Regions from separate parts of the Mus musculus genome. Here regions 1, 2, 3, 4 and 5 are each linked to region 6. A link is a contact called in public Hi-C and promoter capture Hi-C data. All regions are on one chromosome and are shown on one strand. The core of a region is the stretch at or near the end of the contact, and the rest is flanking DNA. Distances in the headings are between cores, read along the strand shown. Region 1 holds the start of Rpl24 (ribosomal protein L24). Region 2 holds the start of Cep97 (centrosomal protein 97). Region 3 holds the start of Nfkbiz (nuclear factor of kappa light polypeptide gene enhancer in B cells inhibitor, zeta). Region 4 overlaps Gm45968 (a long non-coding RNA gene). Region 5 holds the start of Nxpe3 (neurexophilin and PC-esterase domain family, member 3). Region 6 holds the start of Alcam (activated leukocyte cell adhesion molecule).

Region 1 (3,499 bases), core at 938-3,437, 3.5 Mb before region 6:
ATATATATATATATATATTTAATTTTAAGCATTCAACTGATTGTAACCACCTTTTTTGGAAATAGGATTGATTTTACTTTGTAGCCTTAGTTGGTGGCACACGCCTTTAATTCTGGTACTTGGGAGGCAGAGGCAGGCGATTTCTGAGTTTGAGGCCAGTCTGGTCTACAGAGTGAGTTCCAGGACAGCCAGGGCTACACAAGAAACCCTGTCTCATATGTATCAAAAGATGGCCTAGTCGGCCATCACTGCAAAGAGAGGCCCATTGGACTTGCAAACTTTATATGCCCCAGTACAGGGGAACGCCAGGGCCAAAAAGGGGGAGTGGGTGGGTAGGGGAGTGAGGGGTTGGTGGGTATGGGGGACTTTTGGTATAGCATTGGAAATGTAAATGAGCTAAATACCTAATAAAAAATGGGGGAAAAAAAAAGAAACCCTGTCTCGAGAAAAAAACAAAAAACAAAACTAAACAAACAAAAAGTCAATTCTACTGCCTCAGCATTCCAAGAGTTCGATAACAGATTTGTTGGGTACCTGCTTTCAATACTTAGAATGGAATTGCCAGATGTTAAGAACACAAAAAAAATTTTTTAACAGTTGTCAACCTGATCTATGAGTAACCCTGTCTAAAAAAACCAAAATAAATAACATTTTGAGTTAATTAAAAGGTTTACAACAGCTGTATCATTTTATTCTAGGATTTCTGTTTCTCTACATCTTCACACCTCTAAGATTCCCTCCCCCCATTTATTCATCCAAAAGGATCTAATAAATATAATTCATCTTTCTTTTCACTAACTCTGTACTGCGTGCTCTGCTTTGGGAAACAAGGTTTTATGTAGCCTAGGCTGACTTTGAACTACTGATCCTCCTGCTTCTACCTCCCAGACACTGGCATTACATGAGTGGGCCACCATGCCCACTTAACATATTTCACATCTGGGACCACTGTTTACTATAATACCCAGCTAGAATCTATTTAACGAGGCTCACACATGCCAAGCCTAACTATTAGCTGTTGTCCTAGCACCACACCTCCACCCAGAGCAACACCTACCATCCCCTAAGGGCCTCTTCAACCCAAAATGAAGCTTACAGAGAGGAATCATTTCAAATTTCAACACACAGCTTGGAAGGCTATGGTACCCAAGGCCACACTAACAAGTTCTGCTACTGTCTGATGGTTTAGTTCAAGAGCACATTGCATAGTTTTGTTTAACCAAAATTTAACCTGGCAAAATCTGACAGTGTAACTTTAAAAGAGGCTACTAGCAAGCTGCATTCCACTTACCGACTGCCCTTTCTTGTGTTTCCTTCTGTAGAGGACAGTCCAGTTTATCTGCCGAGGATTCCTTTTGGAAAGGAATGCTGACTCACATTTTGCATTAAGAAACTGGAAAACCTGCAGTTAACAAATTCAAATTAGTCATCCTTTTACACAAAGTGGAGACTGACGTCCTCCTCCAGCTTTATTCTACTTCTCTCTTCTCAATATATAAATATATAAAGGAGGCAAGAGACCTCTTTGTGACACAAATGACAGGGTGGCATCAATGCTACAGTCTTCTCAGGAGCCGAAAAATCTACACTAGTCGCAAAGGGTCGGGTGGCGCTAAACTCAAAGAAATCTGGCTCTGAGCCCTCTCCGACTCCAAAAGACCTGAAGCCCATTTCCCTTTCCCATTGGTTACATACAGCACTCATTTCCAGCCTGGTTTACACACCATCCATATTCCCTCAAGTTTCCCATCCCACACGCGGTCCCGGGGCCTTCGGGGAGAGAGGACCGTCCTTCTACTCCCAGCGTCCCGAGCCGCGCTCGGCCCAGCCGGCCTTTACCTTCCCGTCGGTCCTGGCGTAGCGCCGCCCGTGTCCCGGGTAGATCTTGTACCCGCTGAAACTGCACAGCTCGACCCTGGAAGGAAAAGGCGAAGCTCGTTAGTATGTGCGCTGCAAAGAGGAGCCATCCCCGGTAGCTCGGCCTCAGGATGGAGGCGGATTGGGACACCGGGCGCCCGCTTACTTCATGGTGATAGATGTCGGCCTGCCGGGGTAAAGATGGCGAAGAGAAAGAAAGAATCATGGGAGAACCTTATAGGGCAGAGGGAGAGAATCTCCTCCCTAAATTCCCTTCCTTGACCCCGGCGCCCAGAGATGATGTCACTTCCGAGCGCCCAGTCTGTTTCCTAGCAACAGCTTTCTTCCTACAGCATTGGCGGGGAGTGGGTTTGAGGTGTTCGTTTAAGGTCCAAGTTGGTTCTTGGCTTGGGTTCTGTGCCATTTTATTTCCTCCAGGCTAGTGTTCTAGAATCTAAAGCCAGCATTTCGCAGGATTTAATAAACAAGAGACAAGGATGTTCTACGTGTCTTTCCTCCTCTTACGAAGCCCAGACCAGTTTTTATCTCGCAGGTAAAACCTGAAGGTCACTTTTTGCATTTGGCTTTGGATTATTCCTTGAAACAAAAATAAATCGTAGCGGCCTGCCGGGCAGTGGTGCCGCACGCCTTTAATCCCAGCACTTGGGAGGCAGAGGCAGGTGGATTTCTGAGTTCAAGGCCAGCCTGGTCTACAAAGTGAGTTCCAGGACAGCCAGGGCTGCACAGAGAAACCCTGTCTCGAAAAACCAAAAAAAAAAAAAAAGAAAAAGAAAGAAAAAAATCGTAGCGGCCGACAGCGTGGCCCAGGGATAGCACGAGTGGTACGCAAAACCCTGAATTAAATCCCCACCTCCAAAAAATATTAGAGCCCGCCACTGTGGGGCAAGCTTTTAATCTCAGCTCTCTGAAGACGCACTGGCAGGCTGGTCTACATAGTAGTAAGAGTTCCAACGGTACATAAATAGTGACCCCCTGTATCAAAAACTAAAAGTAATTAATCACTAGTTCAAATAGATTGCCAACACTTGTAATACGAGCACTCAGGAACTAAGGCGGGACTACTACAAGTTTGAGGCCAGCCTTGGTTACAGTGTGAGACCCTGTCTCAAAACCTGAAGTTACGAGTTGGAAAGGTGAGCAGGTTAAGAATACATACAACTATTGAAGACGACCAGAGTTCAGCCACCTGTAACTCCAGCTAGCTGCCTGACCCCGAACTCATGAGTGTACTTACATACACACACACACACACACACACACACACACACAAACACACACACACACAGGCAAAAAAAGAAAAAAAGAAAAAGAAAAAAAAAAAAAAAGAAAAGCTATGCTAGCCAGCCGGTGGAGGCACAGCCTTAATCCCAGAAGAGTCAGGCTGGTCACTAAGACTTTTGAGGCCAGCCTCGCCCACAGGGAGTTACAAGACATCCAAGGCTACACACAGACCTTGTCTCTAAAAACCGAAAATAAAATAAAGGAAAAATAAAGTTATTTTATGGGGCTGGAGAGATGGCTCAGCAGTTAGGAGCGCTGGCAACTCGTCCAAAGGACCTGACTTCAATTCCCAGTACCCAGACGGCAACTCAATAACTGTAAATCCAGTTCCAGGGGACCT
Region 2 (3,479 bases), core at 500-2,999, 3.5 Mb before region 6:
TCTCTCTCTCTCTCTCTCTCTCTCTCCATGAATGAGGTAGCACACATGTGGAACTCAGAACACAATTCACAATTTTCAGGAGTGGGTGATCATCTTCTACTGTGTGGGTTATGGGACTTGAACTCAGATCATCAGTCTTGGCAGCAAACTCCCCTACTGGCTAAGCTGTCTCTTCATCCTCTCCAATTGTTTTAATTTATGCACTGGCTGCTCTTCCAGAGGTCCTGAGTTCATTTCCCAGCAACCACATGGTGGCTCACAACCATCTGTAATGGGATCTGATGCCCTCTTCCGGTGTGTCTGATGTGTGTGTGTGTGTGTGTGTCTGATGTGTGTGTGTACATGTGTACTTGTTTTGTTTTTAGACAGAATCTCTCTGTTGCATAGCTCAGGCTATGATTAAACTCACTATGTAGACCAAGGTGGCCTTGAACTCACAGACATCCTCCTGCTTGCCTCTTCCAATATCTAACAATATATAGTCTTCCTCCCAACTGATGGGATTAAAATTTGGGCCACCACGACAGGCTTGCTTTGTTTTCAGACATATAAAGTTGTAAGACTGTTCTCCAAGTAAGGTGTCTACTGGTTAAAATGAAGGGGGGAATTCTTATTGTTTCTTCAGAAATAGAAAAGTATCTTTAGACTAAAGCAATGGGAAACAGAAAGGTCTTTAAGGGCAGTGATGCCAAAGGGAACCAGGAAAGAGGAAATGCTCTTAGAATTTTGAGCCTGAAAAGCTAGAAGCACCAAGTTACTGAATTTTCCTGAACAGGAATCCTCAGACTTCAGAGAGAGCCTTATAGCGAGTCATTCTATAGAGAAGCTAAAACCCTTTAAAATTAATTCAGACTTGTCAGAATGGGTAGCGGCCATAGAGACTTCTAGCAATGAGTTCTCAACATCAGTTTGTTTTAAACAATGTCCTTATAATGTGCCAGGTGGTAAAAGTGTTGAATTTCTCGAACACCAAGAGTAGCTTTTAGTACGTTGAGCAGTTGATGAAAGAAAGTGGAGCCCCCTTTGTACGATTGAGTTACCTTGTAAACCCTAGCTTAATTTTACTTCCCCTGTCAAGTTTTGTCCAAAGATTGTAATTTCTAGTTCCCGATTACCGAGTTCATAGTTAAATCAAAAAAAGATCAGCCTGTGCCCTCCCAACCAGGTAAAGTAAGTATTCCTGACTCTGGAAACTATTTTAAACTTTTTTGAATACTCTGGAAAAAGTTCTGGGTACATATGTATCAAATATACTCCTTGACCAAACTGTTCAATGTGTAAGAACCACCATTTAAAACAAAAATATCAGTTTCTGAGGCTTTAAATCTATTTAATTAGGTAAGATTGGGTAAATTGCAAATATAACGTATCCATTTGACTATGTCAAAATATTTCACTGTCATTCCTATAGAGAAGCTAAAACCTTTTAAACTTAATTCAGAATTGTCAAAATGGGTAGCTGCCATAGAGACTTCTGGCAATGAGTTCTCAAATTCAGTTTTAAACAACGTCTTTATAATGTGCCAGGTGGTAAAAGTGTCGAATTTCTCAAACACCTGGCCCTGGAGTGAAATGGTTTATCTAACAATACAGCTTGCTCACCAGATCAACTTTAGGTGTCAACCCGGGTCTTCTAAGCTTTACCTCCCACATTGTAGCCAGCAAGTCCCATCAGGGAGCCAATTGGGTCGAGTGAGTGCTGTGCATCCTGGGAGTTGTAGTTTGCAGCGCCCCACTGCTGACTACATGCTCTACAGAACGGCAGAAGACGGTTGCCTGGTGTCATTAGCAAGCGGCAAGTATGGCGGTGGCGCGAGTCGACGGGGCTCTGGCTCCGGGAGAAGGTACGATGATCCCTACCCCTAAATTCCAAAGTTTACTTCAGTATGTCATATTAAACAGTTGCTTGGTGTAAAGAGAAAGCCTGGGTTTAGAGGTGCAGTTTTGGACCAGTTCTTTTGATGAGGGGCTGTAAGCAACACGGAGGCGCACTTCCTACTGGGAGTTGTAGTCCCGCTGTCTGGTCCAGTCCCGCAACATTACTGTGAAGGCTGAATGAGGGACTTCAGTCCCCAGGAGCCTTCGCGGTGCCCGGCGCCCCTGTCCCGCGCTCTCCTTAGCCTGACTGGGGGCAGTGGGCTTCGGACTGCGGTGACCTTTCTGGGACGTTTACTTTGAGTTCCGAGTGCCCACAGGAAATTAGTGCAGCCTTTTTATTTCCCGTGCCTCTCCTTCTCGTCCGAGAACGTTCAGGAAGCATCTCATCTGAAACCGCATCACAGTCTGCTTGAACTCTTCTTTGGAAGTGACCAGTAGCCGTGGTAGAATCTGAGAATGACCCAGACACGCGTTGCTCCCCGATCATTCTGCAGGCCGGGTCCCGGGGTCGAGTTTGGTCTTTGTTTGGCAGAGCCCAGGTTGGGGGGTGCGCCTGTGCTTGGGAGATGCCTCCGTGGGGCGCCGACCTCAGAGCTTTTGTTTTGGTTACACTCTGAGGCGTGGTAGCAGCTGGCCCGATTGGGGCAGAGCAGGGTAGGTAGAGTTGAGGCTCATAACCCGGAGACCCTTGAGTTCCTACGGGAAGGAGTTCGGCTAAAACATGTGTCGACACTTAGGAATTGTGTGCGGACGCTAGGTGCGCTTTTCCAGGACAGTCTAGTTTTCATCTCGAAGAAGGGGCTCACGACGCCTCACGTGATAAGAAAACCGAAAAGCATTGAAACCCTCTAGGAGCGCAGAACCGAAAAATTACATCCCAAGGTAGCTCCAGTCTGATCGAAAAATTGAAATTGGCAGTTACTCAGGCCCCGCCCACTCTGATAGCTTCTTTTCTCAACCTTCCTAGCTCACCGAGAACAGCAGCAATAAGCACTTACAGAGCCATTCTCCCCGCCCCCAAAGAGCCAGATGATATTTTGGATGCCTTTCTCCCATTATCTCATGTTTTTATGTAGAACAATGTTTATATTATATTCTCACTCTTTTTCTTTTTTCTTTTCAAAGCCATGGTCTCATTATGTAGCTGTGACTGATCAAAAACTCAAAGAAATCCTCTTGCTTTTGCCTCTCCAGTGCTGGGATTAAAGGTGTGAGCTGTGCTGTGCACGTGGCTCATCCACTTTTTTTTTTTTTTTTTAAAAAAAACAACTTTATAGTTTTTAAAAAAGATTTATTTATTTATATGAGTACACTGTAGCTGCCTTCAGACACACCATAAGAGGTCATCAGATGGTTGTTAGCCACCATGTGGTTGCTGGGAATTGAACTCAGGACCCCTAGAAGAGCAGTCAGTGCTCTTAACCACTCTGAGCCATCTCTCCAGCCTTTTTTTTTTTTAAGATTTATTTACTTTATGTATGTGAGTACACTGTCACTGTCTTCAGACACACCAGAAGAGGGCATCAGATCCTCATTACAGATGGTTGTGAACCACCAAGTGGTTGCTGGGAATTGAACTCAGAACCTGGACGAGCAGCCAG
Region 3 (3,542 bases), core at 73-2,572, 3.4 Mb before region 6:
CTTTTTTTTTCCTTCTTCTTAGGCCACTAGGACTCCCCTCAGTCTCATCTTCTCTAAAACTGTTTCATTTCTGCCAGCTTCAGATTCCCTCACGTTAAAGTTCTAGTAACTTCGCTGGTCCCTGTAGGTGCTCCGCTCAGGTTACCTTTCACATTTATGCTATTTTCCCTTTGGCAGTCCTAAAAGGCACTGCGGATTCTTCCCTGACTCCTGGCCTTAATTCTTGGCAGATGATTTTCCTGCAAACGCTTTAGGGCCATCCTTTAGGGCTCATCTCATTCTTTGCGAAGACTTCCCCCTTCTCCCCCTCTCCACAAGAAAGTCTCTTTTTAGGCTGTTCACTGAACTTTGTACCTCTCACGATGTTTAATCATAGTCAGTTTCTTTTCATCGGTGTGTGTATACCTTATCCCCACGTGTTAAGATGTTACTTGAAAATTTAGACTTAATCATTCATTCTTTCTCTCCCTTAAAAATAAACTTCCCTTGACGGTTCGCTAGTTGGATTTGCGGCGGAAGTATAAACATTGAAAAAAGTATTCAAGGTAGAGGCATCAAAATCCCTGTGTTTATCAGGACTAGGTCAAGTTGTGCAGAATAAAACGTTACATAATACGTAAAAAATAATATAAAACATACAAAGAATATACACGCATATATGCGTATTCATCATTTTGCTAGAAGCTTTTTTCTAGTATTGAAGGATACGAAAGGGTAGTCATTGCTGTTTATTCTAATACTGTACTAAAAAAAAAAAAAAGATTGCTTATGGCCCAGATATGAAGTTAGAGAAACTGCAAGAGCTCTGAAATTGAGTCCAGGCCAGAAAGTCCGCGGGCAACCGCTTCCAGGTTTGGAGGCGGGCTAAATGTTGGAGGCAAGGGAGGAGACTGAACTCTGCACGCACCGCTCTGGCTTCCCACTCCCCGAACTGGGCGGACCTGTTCTTGCAGCAGCCCGGGGCTCCCGCTCGCCCCCGGGCATCGCAGCCCCTGCGCAGACAGCGGTTGCCGCGGACCCCGGGCCCCTGGGGATGCGGTGCGTCCAGCGAAGGCCAACCGGGGAAACTTGGAGCTGGCCCCGACGGGGGTTCGGGGCGCGGGTGCTAGCCGGGGTTTCCAGGTGAGCCGCCGGAAAACAACCGGTCGGCCCGGGCGGGGCGGGGCGAGGGCGGAGGGCACATTGCCTCATCCCGGGCATTTTACTGGAAACTAGACACATCCGGAGGCGGGGCGGGAGGCAGCCCAGGCGCCGCCTCACCGGGCGGAGCGCGGAGGAGGAGGTCAGTTCATTTAAATAGCCCGGTCCCCTCCGGGCGCGCACGTACTAGTCGCTCTGCCGCAGCCAACCGCGTAGCCATCCGGTGGCGCAGGTGTCTGGGGACCCCGAGCGCCTAGCCTGGGAGCATGATCGTGGACAAGCTGCTGGACGACAGCCGCGGCGGAGAGGGGCTGCTGGACGCGGCCGGCGACTGCGGCCTCATGACCAGCCCGCTCAACCTGGCTTACTTCTACGGCGCCTCGCCTCCTTCCGCCCCCGGCGCCGGCGACACCGGCTACCTGTCCGCCGTGCCCTCCGCGCCCGGCTCGCCCGGCTCCGACTCCTCCGATTTCTCCTCCACTTCCTCCGTGTCCTCCTGCGGGGCCGTGGAGTCCCGTCCCAGAGGTGGCGCCCGCGCCGAGCGCCCTCAAGGTACCCACCCGCGAGATTCCTTGCCCCTCTATTCGGGGTTCACACGCTGGGAGGATGGGGAGGGACTTCCCTCCACCCCCCCCCCCCCCCATAGTCGAGACGTTAAGCGGCCCCTGTGACTTCCTTAGCGGCCGGACAGACGCGAATAGTCATGAGTGATTAGATGCCTTGTCCTGATTCTGGCACGTTGTCCTTGCCTAGACCTCTGCGGAGTCCAGCGCCCAAGGGACCCTGAGGGCTAGCGCGCTGGCTTCCTGGAAAAGAACTTGAGAGCCTCGGATTCTCTTTTCTTCCATCTCATAACCTTTTCCCTTTTCACTTCTCCCCCGACCTCCGAATTCAAGAACCTCTGAGAAATTATAACACTATTATGAGGTTTTTGGAGCTGATGGAGAGAGATGTAGTTTCCTTCTTGTAACTCTTTCAGTGAGAAGCAGTGGCAGAGGGTAAAGCGTTGGGAACTGGATTTTTAAGACACCCGTATTCCTAATCTATTTGTAGGGATGAATCAAAGAAAACCCACTTTTCGGGACGTAGAGGAAAGCCTGGTTCAGAAAAGTGATTTAGTGTTCTGCGCTTAGTTTACGATGTTGGCGGTTCAGAGGCCTGCTCAGAATTCTGATTTTCTCTGTGTGCTTGAGAATGGAAAAGTTACATCTAGCGAAGCCCTTTCTTTAGCTGCGGGTTGTATGGTTTCCTTTCTTCACGAACCGAGTTGCATAATTTGGGGGGGTGGGGGAGGGAGAAACAGGATGCAGCTGTGGGTAGATTTAAACACCGCCTAAATTTTCTCAGTTGTTGGAGCTTCTCATCGCAATTATTTTAAAGAATGACCCCTTGCTGTTCCTTAACACTGGCTACTCATAAGCTTTGGTTGTCTTTTATTTTTAAAAAGTTATTTTTTGATTTAAAACACTGTGCCTTAAGCCACAGTGTTGCCCACAGCTCCCTGAAAAGCGCGGTGTGCGTGCTTTGACAGCCCTTTCTGAAGTTTGTAGGCCCGTGGACATCTGGCTGAACCCATCGATTGTTTCTAGTTCTTGGTTTACCACACAAGCCATGGGAGATTCCTGAAAGTGCGTTTTCTTCTCCCTATGACGTGGGCATGGAAGTTTTAACTCTTGTCACTCCAGAGGAGTGCTGTTAGAGTCTGGCCATTGGGGTGTTTGTGGGAATTCCTGAACTTGAATAGAAAGGCTATTTAATCATTTTATTTGCCCTCGTCACTGTCTCTATGTCACACTTGTGGCACAGATAGCCAAATTATGCTTTGTTCTCCGTTCGTTTTCCTCTTTATGTTCCAAATATGTTCAATTCATGGACAAGAACTTGTTACATAGTTGTGGCACTCAGTAAATTCTAAAACTGCCTTCTGAAGTTCTAAGGTGAACAGGCCTGTTTCCGTTTTACTTAGAACGCCCATGTACGTAAGTGAGGGGGAAATCCTGTGTGTGTGTGTGTGTGGAAATGTGCTAAGTGAATTTAAGCAGCTTTCTTGGTACAAATTAATGAAGGGAATACTAAGAAATCTTAAGTCCCTATTGCTGACTTAAAGTTTGCCTTGGTGCCTTGAGAACTTTAGAGGAAGTTAGGTGAATGGCATACAGGTACTTTATAATTTCTATATGAACATAAAAGACCTTGTTTTAAAAACTACAAATGCCTCATTCTGCTCCAAGGACTTCTCAAAGTCAAGAATAGTTATGTATAAGTCTCCGATCTTGGCTAAAGCTCTGTTCCTATTTCATGAGTAAATAGTAGTGAGAGACAGAGAGGCTTTCTTTGTTGGGCCCAAGGATCCTCTGCCACATTTGAGAGTGCTTTAATTCCTTAGGGTGCCTGGTTGGAGG
Region 4 (3,536 bases), core at 514-3,013, 3.0 Mb before region 6:
TGTTACTCCAGTCCACAGTTTGCAGTGTCATGATTTTTCTAAAGGCAATTATCATCTCTCACTGTCTGCTTGAACTCACCTACTGACTTTCTCTGGTAGTGTTCTTTTTTCTTTCCTTTTCTTTTCTTTTCTTTTCTTTTCTTTTCTTTTCTTTTCTTTTCTCTTCTCTTCTCTTCTCTTCTCTTCTCTTCTCTTCTCTTCTTTTCTTTTCTTTTCTTTTTTTTCTTTTTATATTCCCATTTTCCACAGTTGATTTGAACCCTAGATATTTGCACATCTACAAATCTCCCTCTGTTGAGATATGTATGGGGTCAGAGCCAATGCCTTGCCCATTTCTGTATGCCCTGGCTCTTGCACCATACCATTTTCAAATTTAATTTTTAATAGGTAATTGTTTGCCACAGCCTGGATTGAGTGTCCCCCTCCCCCCCCACTCCCAGTCACATTCCTATATTGAAGGCCTGCACCTAATTGTATTTGGATATAGGCCCTTTATGGAGATCACTAAGTCAAGAGCAGTCAGAGGGTGAAGCCCTAATCCAATAGGGTTAAGGACCTTAGAAGAAGAAACCACCAGGAGTGTGCAAATGGGGATGCTGTATGACAACACAGAAGGTGCCCTGCACCACCGTGCATACCAAGGAGAGAGAAAATGCGGTACAAAGGTCCTCTTGATACCTTGACTTTGGACTTTCTCACTCCAAACCAGAGAATTTCTGTTCTTTCAACCCTAGTCTGTCCATTTTGTAGAAGTCCCAGAAGACTGATGACAGGGTTAAATTAGGAAGAAACAGTAGTCGACATTTGTGTGGAAAGGCGACACCAGTTCCTGTTTGATGTTCCCAGTCATCTCACAGTTTGTGTCCCCAAAACAGAGAAGCAAGACAACATGTCTTTTGCTGAGGACGGGAGGCTGGTATTTGGTTTATCCCAGTAAGAATTTGATGAACACTCAGGCACTTAGAAGACATGTGCTCTAGTGGGGCCCTCTTATTACTCCTTTAACCCTCCGTTTTCTATGTGAACTGCTGAGATGTGAAGATGACTCAAGGGAAGCTGATGTGTTAAAAAAAAAAGAGAGCAAAATAATTATTGGGAGCCTAAGAATGTATCTATGTCAGGATTTGTTCAGCTTTATGGGTTCACCAACCAAGCCTGTGGCATCATGGTTTTGATTTACGATGACTCACTGGGAAGGAAATTTGGTTTAAACATTCCTGAGCACAGAGGTCCCTCAGAGATGCACCGTGCCTTCCTCTATCTAATAACGTGGAACACTTGAGGGTGGGTGTTGCACATAATTTATTGTCTGAATTTACTGGATTCACATTGTACACCAGACCTGAGTTTAGAGGGGGCATTGCTGGCAACCTGGCTTTCTGTTGTTCATTTGGTTGCTATTCTGTATTATTCTGGGGAAGCAAGACAGAGGAAATCACAGAACAGCAACACACACACACACACACACACACACACACACACACACACACACTAGGGTAAGAGGTTTCACCCAACTGCTTCACGTCGAATCCTCAGGTCAAAAAATTGGTGAGAAGTATCAGAGCCGAGACCTGTCATCTCAGTGGCCGCACACTTTCCAACTTTGCTGTATATTTCATCTAATTAATTTCATGCCCCTGGTTAGACCCGCATCCGTGTTTGTTGATGCTGGAGCCGTTCTCTGCGGCAATGTTTGTGTTCTAACTCTTCTTTAGTATGAGGCCAGTGACGCTTTCCTTGTATGATTTATGACTTTCTGAGCACTTTCCCATCTCTGTCTCACTTGATTTACGCAGCGGCTGTGTCGGGGCTTCAAGCTGCTGCAAGGGCAGTCATTGTTTTATTTAACTCATCGCTTACTGCTGCAGAGCCCAGCATCCTCCATATTTATTCATCAATGATTCATTCAATGATTACACAATTTATAGTGAGGGCCCGAAGTAAGCACTGACAGATGTGAACATTCTGTGTAGCTTTTGATGAAAGACCAAATTATAATGCGTAGCGATGTTTGTATAAGCGACAGTACTGTAGGGGACTTCGGTAATTAAGAGCGATAGGATTTTACATTGGTTCTTTGGTTTTGCTGTATCATTTAAGTCATTTGATGATTGACTTTGGTCTTTTATCTTCTCCTATGACAACTGAATGATATATATAATACTCATGTGACAGAGGAGTGTTCAAATTCTTATCTTTCAAAAATTTTAGAGTTATAATAAGTGATGATGACATCATTGAATTCTAAATCTTAATCCATTTTATTGTATTTCTTTATTGATATTTAGCCCAAACTGAAATTGTTTGAATTAAGTAGAGTTACATAATAGCCTTATGTGCATTTCAGTTGATCCTTGAAAGTTTGAACCTTCTTTCTTTCTTTCTTTCTTTCTTTCTTTCTTTCTTTCTTTCTTTCTTCCTTCCTTCCTTCCTTCCTTCCTTCCTTCTTCCTTCCTTCCTTCCTTCCTTCCTTCCTTCCTCTCTCCCTCCCTCCCTTCCTTCCTTCCTTTCTTTCTTTCTTTCTTTCTTTCTTTCTTTCTTTCTTTCTTTCTTTCTTTCTTTCTTTCTTTCTCTCTCATCTCTCTTTCTCTCTTTCTTTCTTCCTTTCTTTCTTTCTTTCTTTCTTTCTTTCTTTCTTTCTTTCTTCCTTCCTTCCTTCCTTCCTTCCTTCCTTCCTTCCTTCCTTCCTTCCTCCCTCCCTTTCTTTATTTCTTTCTTTTTGCAATTTTTAAAAAGATTTATTTATTATTATGTCTAAGTACACGGTTGCTGTCTTCAGACACACCAGAAGAGGGCATCAGATCTCACTACAGATGGTTGTGAGCCACCATGTGGTTGCCGCGGAAGAGCAGCCAGTGCTCTTCTGAGCCATCTCTCCAGTCTTTTTTTTTTTTTTTTCTTTTGTAAATTTACACATATCTGCAAGTGAGGAGATACAGAAATGGACAGAAAGTATACTTTTATATTGTTTATTACTTAGTTTTACATGAAGTTTACTTTATGCTGCTTTTTAAGGTTGGAGCTGTGTTCAGAAGTTTGTGACTGACATGGAAACCATGAAGTTTTGCTTTATCAACCATAAAAATAATTTTGGTATAAAATTTGGTTTATGTCTAGGAAAAAGACTCTAATTCAAAGTTGACTGAATTTCATAAACTAAATAAGAAGCATTGTGATGTTATAGAAGCATGTCTATTATAATTTATGGCAACAATTATTTCAATTTCTTCCCTGTATTAAAGGTGCCTATATGTTTTGACATTTACATAAACAATATTTGAATAAAGGATCAGAGAAATGGATGAATTTTACTGTATAACTTGATTTTTCTCTATGAATCACAGGGAAGTTGATGAGATCACAAAAAATAAAATAGTGACAACTGCTTAGTTTTCTTAGGAGACAACCTAAAAGGTCTAAATAACATAAAGAGGAGCTAGGAGTTCCTCTCTTGGGTGAAGGCCAGCAGATGGCAGTGTGTGGTAAGGAATGGTGCGAGCCTGTCTGTTGGCTCAGAGCCAGGGGATCTCTAGCTC
Region 5 (3,522 bases), core at 417-2,916, 3.4 Mb before region 6:
CCCGGCTACTTTTGTTGTTTGTAAAGTCAAGGATTCTCTGTGTTGCCCTGGCTGTCCTGGAATTCAGGCGCTGACCAGACTGGCCTCAAACGTAAGAGATCTGCCCTCCTTTTCTTCCTGAGTGCTAGGAAATAAGATGTGAGCTACCACTACCTGGCAGAATCTGTAAGTTTTTAATATAAATTTATTGATCCTTTTAGAACTTTATGCAATGTATTTTGATTATTTTCTCTCTCTCTATTCCCCCGTGATCCATCTCCAACTCCCTTCACTGTGTTCTCTTAATTTAAACAAACAAACAAGCAAACAAACAAACAAACAACTTAGTCCAGTTTGTGCTACACAAACACTTAACAGGTGGGAAGCCATTCCCCGGAGAGTGGTTGACCTATCAGGGTCCATACCCTTAGGAAAACAGTATCTCCTGTTCCCAGATGCCATCATTGGGTCTTCAGTTAATGTGTGTGTACACATGAACCCTTTGTCCTGCCATGTGAGAATGTTGGTGGGTTGGTTTTGTTCAAGTCTTGTAGAGGCAAGCACAGGTGCTCTGCGTTCATGAACCCAGTGGTCTTATTATGCCCCGAAGACAGTTGTTTTGCTTCTGTTCTTCCTGACCTCAGGCTCTTATAGCTCCATTGTCAATAAATATAATGATAATTAATGACAGTTGGAATTCATATCGATTCTACTTCAACTTGGGACTAAGTCTGAGGGCAGACTTTTTTTTTTAACATTTTTTAAAAAGATGTATTTATTTAATGTATATGAGTACACTGTAGCTGTCTTCAGACACACCAGAAGAGGGCGTCAGATCTCATTACAGATGGTTGTGAGCCACCATGTGGTTACTGGGAATTGAACTCAGGACCTCTGGAAGAGCACGCAGCCAGTGCTCTTAACTGCTGAGCCATCTCTCCAGCCCCAGACTCCACCCCATCCCCCAGCATTTTGCTCTGGTTAAAAGTAAGTCCAACCCCACTGTGCTCTAAGCCAGGAACGTCTTTTGTCCCACACAGGCCTTTCTGTCCTCTAGAAACTCCTCTCAGTATCTCAGATTCACCAAGCTGCTTTTGACATAAAACGTCCAAACTAGGGTAATCCAGCATTGAGGGTGGTTTGGGTGGAATATCCTGGCGCTTTTGCCAAGAACTAACTTCAAAGAGAGAAGCTTCAAGATCTCTATGCTCACGTTTGGCAAGCAGTGTTTCTCTGGTACCAGCAGCTCCGCCACTGCTAGGCCAGCATTGTGGTTAGTTCTCAGGAAGAGAATCGGTTGAGGGGACGCTCCGGGGAAACGCTGATGTCCGAAGGTCATCTGTATTTGTGTCTCCAAAAGGGTCCAGCCCTCGGGCTAGAGTGTATCTCCGGAGGTACACAGTCATCCTAACCCAAGCTCCCTGGGGCGGTCGGGTAGCACAGGCAGTGCCAACTCCTTGTTTCGCCACTGGGCACATCACTCAGCTTGCGCGGCTGTCAGTCAACATCCCCGCTCCGCCCCGCCCCGCCCATAGTCGGACCAATCGTAGCCGGGGGTCGGGGGTGAGGCTCCGTAGCGCGGTCAGGAAGCCGGGAGAGAACAGCCTGGCGCGGAGGCCCCCGATCGGAGCGTCCACATCCCGTGGGAGGGCGAGCGGCGAGCGAGACCGGAGACCCGGTGAGTGCGAGCTGCGACTATGCGCGCGGCGGGGCGGAGCCTGTCCCGAGAGCGCCCGGTGCGGCGTGCCTCGTGCGCCCCGCAGCTGCAGAGCCCTGTGTTCCGCGCGCGGACCTCGGGTCCCTAACGTCCCCGGCCGGGTGTAGGGAGCTGCGGCCCCGGGAGTCCCAACTGCGTTCCAGAGCCCGGGAGCCGAGGCCCCGGTCGAAGACGCAGGCAGAGCTTCAGCCCTGGGCTGCGACTGCCAAGGTCCGGATGATCCGAGCCGCTGCAGAGAGGATGCAGGGCGAGCCTGAACATCTCCATCCTCAGTTTCTCCACTTGCTGCAGCGCCGCAGCGCCTGGTAGCAGGCACCTCAGGTGACCTGTACCCGAGAGCGCAGTCAGGCCCCTCTCCTCCCCCCAACCCCCACCCCTTACTTCTCTTCTTTTTTCCACTCCCAGTGCAGAGAGCTTGGCGACACTGCACTTGGTCCCTATCGCCAGTCTCATCGCTGCTGTGGCGCCAGCTGCTTCTTATCTTGTTGTCTCCTCATACTTTGGACTACCCAGGCCTTACTGAGCTGCAGTTTTGGAGGCATCAGAGAAGTCATGCAGGGAGGAACATGTGTGTGACAGTCCTCTGTGGGATGTTGAGATCTTGGCTTGTGTTCTGTCTCTGCTTGACTCAAGTTCAGAAGGGCAGTGGTGCTCAGAGAGGTTGTGAGGCAGGATTTTGCAAAAATGTATATGAAAGTGTAATTTCCCCCTTGCTTTTCATCAACAATAGATTATTGCCGTGTTCCCAATGGATGAAGAATCACACTGCCTGGTGATTGTGTTCTCTTCCTGTAGGCATTATGTGTCATTTGGAATATTAGGGTGTCTTTGAAGCTGGCAGGTTGCCAGGACCCTCATGACTGTCTGATTCCTCTCAGGGGGAGGGCACACCATACTTTAACCCAGCAGTGTGGGGGGCTCTGTCCCCTTTTGACTGGGCTTACTATCTTCTTTCCATGTCTGTTGTTTTCATAATTTCTTCTGGGTTGACCAAGTGTGTAATCGGCTACTGAGAAAGGAGCTGAAGGAAGGTCACTGAAGAGGGAATGGTTGTTCCTAGTGCTCCAGAATCCAGTTGTCCTGAGAGACCATGGCAAGGCACAGTTCAAAATTCATTTTAGTACCACTAGCCCTTGCCAACTGAAGTAAGCAATGCCCCCTGGCCACTCTATTTAGTGGTTCTTCTACTTGGCAGTCTACTGTAGCTATCTAAGGGATATCAAGGGTTTCAAAGTAAGCGATGCCAAAGGATCCAAGCCTAAGGTGTAGACATAGGAAAAGCAGAACCAGCAAAGGTGTTGGCCTCCTAAGGTGTAAAGAAAATTCATTTGCAGAGAGCAAAGGCCAAGGCCAAACGCTGGAATGTGGTTCTACCTTGTGGCTCCTGGGGGATCAGACTGCTGGGCTGGTCAGGGCACTTTTATCTGCTGAGTCACCTCACTGGCCCCTTTTTACAGAATTATCACTTCTAATAACCGAAGAGCCTACCTTTACAAGGTAGCAACTACCCTCAGGTTACACTTAACAATGTCTCTTACCTGTTTCTAAATGTATACCCTCGTCTCTCACTAAGGTCTATAATAGTGTGTGTTTGATTTCCAGCCAAAGGCTACTGGAGCAGTAGGTACTTTAAAGAAGCCTTTATCAGCACTGACACATACTTTATCAGACTGGAACCACTATCAGTGTCTGTGTAGAGCTGAACCTTTCGGCTGGAGCCTGGGACGGAACAGTTCAGAGGCAGCAGAAACTGGCGTTGTAAAAATGGAGTTCTTTCGGATCCACCTCTAAACAATAAAGAGAGTAAATCTGATCAGGCTTTCCAG
Region 6 (3,310 bases), core at 101-2,600:
CTGTGCGCTTGCGCATTCGTGTGTGTGTGTGTGTGTGTGTGTGTGTGTGTGTGTCTGTACGAAGCTTCTGCCTGCACACTTAGACACCCCCCATATCCACTTGCAAGTAGCTGGTGGTTCCCAATCTTTTGAAGACAAAGTCCCGTGAGGCTAGTTAGCATTCCCTGCTGGAGACTGGCTTCACACAGGGGGTGACCCTGTGATGCACCAAAGACTATTTCATGCCCTTGCGAGGTGGTTCAGGGACCAGGATTTTATTATGCTGAGGGCATTAAGAGTTGTGATCCTGCAATCTTGAGTTAGAGCCACTTACGGTCCCAACAGCTCCACCCTGGTGTTTTAGAGGAAAATATTCCTTTATGCTTTCTGCATGAACTGAAAGCGACACGGCTTCCCGATGCTACGCCTAGGAGGTGGTTCAAGCTTTTGAAATTGCCTGAGAAGCCCCGTCCATCTGCTGGATGCCTGGCTTTCTGGAAAGGACCAGGAGGCGTAGGTTTTTAATCTGAGTAACTCTGGATTTTGTTTTGTAACTTCAAATCGTCACCTAATTAAAAGTAAACGTGACTTTTTTTTTCTTTAAAGAACGTTTTGAAAATCAGTGTGGCGACGTGTGTTATGGTCTAGAGTCCTAATTCTCACCGGGAAGGAGATGGGGGCGAAGGGGGAGCACAAAAATCTCTTCTGCTTTTCGGTACTGGATAGTTGATTAAATGATTTGCTTTGATAAAGTGTACGCCAGCCAGGACTAGGGGAACAGAAGAACGGCGAATTCGAGAAGGAGTAACCTTCTCTTCAAAGTGGGGGAAATTACTCTCAACCACCAGTAGCTGTTTCCGTGAGCCTCCGGGTGGAGAATCTCCATCTTTTCCACCTCCTCAGTCCTAGTCCAAGAGGACCCAAGGTGAGCTCTTCGCCCCAACAACTCTACAGAAGGTGAAGGCGGTACCCTCGTCGAGAAGAAAAATCCCTAAGGAGTGAGCCAGTGGACTGGGCTTCGGAGTGCAAGAAGACAGCTATGTGGCCAGGCTGGGAGGACAGCAAAAGATCTCAGATCCTATGTCTTTGGGGCGCTGAGAATCCCCTGGTAAGAGCCAGACACTGGCGAATCCAGCCCGTCACGCCCCCTACTCTCGATCCCGCTCTTCATTGGCCAGCGTGTCCTGTGGGAGGCGGAGTCGATGTCAGCCCCGCCCACCAGAGCGCGGGGGCTGGGGCATCAGGCTCTTCTCCCACCAGGGGCCGCCAGCTCTGCTCAGTCTCCGACTTGGTCCTGCAGCGCCTCTAGGCTGCGGATCGGCGCTCCAACCACCTGCTCCGCGCTGCCGCCGAGGAAGCTGGGCGGGAGAGAGGAGCGGGAGGAGCAGGAGGAGCGGGAGGAGCGGGAGGAGGAGACAGGCAGCTTACACACGCCTTCCCGTCCTCCACTCAGAGCAGCCGGAGCCCGCGGCCGCCGCCACTGCTCCAGCTGCCGCCGCTACAGCCTCTGCCTCGGCTGCCACCTGAGGAGACCCACCGTCGGGACCCCGCGGCGCTGCCCCGCCGACCCTTCTCTGCTCCCGGTGATCCGTGCACGGTGCAACTCTCATCACTCTTCTTATCCTCTCCTTTGCAAGAAGAGAAACTACTAGAAGACAGCATCCAAAAAGAAACCGCGTCTACCTTGACTGACTACTGAAGCGTCTCCTGGAATAAGAGGGTCGCCCGTCCTGGGAGTAGCTGCCAGAGACACTGAGGAAGGGTGTGGAGGGGGGGAGGGAGGAGTTGCGGGTTCCGCGTGGAGGAAAGTTGCGTGTGGCACAGACCCGACGGCGCAGCGCCACAGTCCCCGGGGGACCGTGTGTCTTGGAAAAAAGTCGCTGTCCCCCTAAGGCGAGACCCACAAGCGAGCGGGCCCCGTGGGCCCGGGGACGACGCCCCCTCCTGCGGCGTGGACTTTGTCGGTGGCCTTCTAGGAGGAGGAATATGGCATCTAAGGTGTCCCCTTCTTGCCGTCTGGTTTTCTGCCTCTTGATCTCCGCCGCGGTCCTCAGACCAGGTAAGCTTTTGGCCTCTGAACAGCCCCACTGTAGTGGTTGTTGCGGACCGGGGGCGGTTCCCCGGGAGGCCTGGGGCTGTGCGCTCTAGCGTGTGCTTAGCAAAGTATGGGAGCCATAAAGGCGCGCGGGGGACACAGATCTGTCCCTGGGAACAGTCACCTGTGTCACACGTTTTAGGCTTGACTGGTCTGCTCAGGTTTGGGCAGCGAGATTGAAAACTAAGCACATCTCCAGGAACTTTGGGTGAGGCTTAGCTTGAGGGTGCAGGACCCCCCCCCCCCCGGCAAGATCTGCTGAACTCTCTCCCCCGCACCGTCCCTCCAGTCTCTTGGTATCAAAGTACAATTCACTGCACTCAGAGCAGTTTCCTTTCGCTGGGCTTTGAGGTGAAATAACTGCTGGCACTTTGTCACGATAAATCCCCTAAGTAACTTCCTCTTGGTCATAATGTGAAGACCTGGGAGGAATGGCAGGGGATAAGGAGGGTTTTGACTATCTTTTTTTTTTTAATAATAATAATACTGAAATAGAAGCTGCATTGTCTAGTGGGTAGCTAGTGTAGGGTTGATGGCAGCCGAGTCACGCAGCGTGGACTGGGTTAGCAGTCAGGTTTGCGAGCCTTAAAGCGAGGGATTTCTTGGTTTCCACACCCAGTGGTAGCGCCTCAGTTCTCACTTCTACAGAGAGTCCTCAAAGAAAAACGACAAAATTCCCACCAACCAGAATATCTTGTGGGGAACCCCTTTTCTCACCCCCAGGGGACATCCCTGGCCCGTGGTCCGCCAGCTGGCCTGCTGGCTGCCATTCCTTGGTCCTGCCCAGCCCGCTATGCGCTCCCAGTCATTCATTCAAGCGGCAGGCACTTTTCCCTGCGGAGCCTGAGGATCTAATCCTTTGAAGTTTTGATTTCCCACTGTGTCCTGGATAGTTGGGGGTTAAACTACTCCTTGTTATTCTGGTTTCTGCCTGTTTTTTCTTCTCTCTCTTTTTAAGTTTTACATTTAGGAGGGGTTAAAACAGGTCTCACTTTCTTTTCCCATCTTTTATTTCTGTACACCCCTTCAGTTGTTGGCGAGTTGAAGCCACAGAGGAGTATTCAAACGCTCGGAATCCTTCCAGGGAAGAGGAGAGAGTAAGGGCAACAGGAGCCTGGGATCCCCAGGGCTTGGGAGCCGCCGCTTTGTGTTGTTGGGGAGAGGGGTGGGTGTCAGAGTGGGAGAAGGTTGATTCTCCATATCTCTATATCAAAGTTACATTTCTGGGTGAGGTAA

What was found. Promoter capture Hi-C pulls out the DNA fragments that hold promoters and counts their contacts. A called contact is a pair of places that touch in the nucleus more often than the background predicts.
Region 1: a contact with region 6 is called in a promoter capture Hi-C map of pre-B cells. The contact joins the promoter of Rpl24 here to the promoter of Alcam in region 6. A contact is called at or near these places in 2 of 39 promoter capture datasets (cranial neural crest and pre-B cells).
Region 2: a contact with region 6 is called in a Hi-C map of B cells, with 6 read pairs. The contact joins the promoter of Cep97 here to the promoter of Alcam in region 6. A contact is called at or near these places in 2 of 39 promoter capture datasets (cranial neural crest and pre-B cells) and 1 of 484 Hi-C or Micro-C datasets (B cells).
Region 3: a promoter capture Hi-C map of pre-B cells shows a contact between it and region 6. The contact joins the promoter of Nfkbiz here to the promoter of Alcam in region 6. A contact is called at or near these places in 5 of 39 promoter capture datasets (cranial neural crest, frontonasal cranial neural crest, hippocampal neurons and 2 more), 1 of 484 Hi-C or Micro-C datasets (cardiomyocytes) and 1 of 115 datasets of contacts at active chromatin or transcription factors (astrocytes).
Region 4: a Hi-C map of the C2C12 cell line shows a contact between it and region 6, with 5 times the contacts expected there. The contact joins the enhancer-like site here to the promoter of Alcam in region 6. A contact is called at or near these places in 5 of 39 promoter capture datasets (the 3T3-L1 cell line, cranial neural crest, hippocampal neurons and 2 more), 32 of 484 Hi-C or Micro-C datasets (the AML12 cell line, the C2C12 cell line, Sertoli cells and 18 more) and 4 of 115 datasets of contacts at active chromatin or transcription factors (astrocytes, embryonic forebrain, embryonic limb bud and 1 more).
Region 5: a promoter capture Hi-C map of pre-B cells shows a contact between it and region 6. The contact joins the promoter of Nxpe3 here to the promoter of Alcam in region 6. A contact is called at or near these places in 2 of 39 promoter capture datasets (cranial neural crest and pre-B cells) and 1 of 484 Hi-C or Micro-C datasets (B cells).

What each region holds. Positions count from the first base shown.
Region 1 is chr16:55,964,963-55,968,461 of GRCm38.p6, reverse strand. It overlaps Rpl24 (ribosomal protein L24), which reads right to left and starts at 2,187. Exons shown (of 6, transcript NM_024218.4): 1 at 2,024-2,187; 2 at 1,840-1,915; 3 at 1,292-1,402. The coding sequence starts at 2,028. It overlaps Gm6958 (MLV-related proviral Env polyprotein-like), which reads right to left. Exons shown (of 1, transcript XM_001480210.4): 1 at 3,414-3,499.
Region 2 is chr16:55,933,118-55,936,596 of GRCm38.p6, reverse strand. It overlaps Cep97 (centrosomal protein 97), which reads left to right and starts at 1,749. Exons shown (of 11, transcript NM_028815.4): 1 at 1,749-1,844. The coding sequence starts at 1,802.
Region 3 is chr16:55,819,918-55,823,459 of GRCm38.p6, reverse strand. Nfkbiz (nuclear factor of kappa light polypeptide gene enhancer in B cells inhibitor, zeta) reads left to right here and starts at 1,322. Exons shown (of 12, transcript NM_001159394.1): 1 at 1,322-1,692. The coding sequence starts at 1,407.
Region 4 is chr16:55,469,223-55,472,758 of GRCm38.p6, reverse strand. All of the region lies in intron 2 of Gm45968 (a long non-coding RNA gene), which reads left to right. Among named protein-coding and RNA genes, the nearest start is that of Mir5118, 24 kb to the left of the region's middle. Within about 2 kb of position 1,763, at least 5 of the 459 cell types and tissues checked have an H3K27ac peak or open chromatin away from gene starts, as enhancers often do. A contact at or near this core is called in the C2C12 cell line and pancreatic cancer cells, where this site is marked.
Region 5 is chr16:55,893,423-55,896,944 of GRCm38.p6, reverse strand. It overlaps Nxpe3 (neurexophilin and PC-esterase domain family, member 3), which reads left to right and starts at 1,666. Exons shown (of 6, transcript NM_001134457.1): 1 at 1,666-2,017.
Region 6 is chr16:52,451,121-52,454,430 of GRCm38.p6, reverse strand. Alcam (activated leukocyte cell adhesion molecule) reads left to right here and starts at 1,350. Exons shown (of 16, transcript NM_009655.3): 1 at 1,350-2,038. The coding sequence starts at 1,966.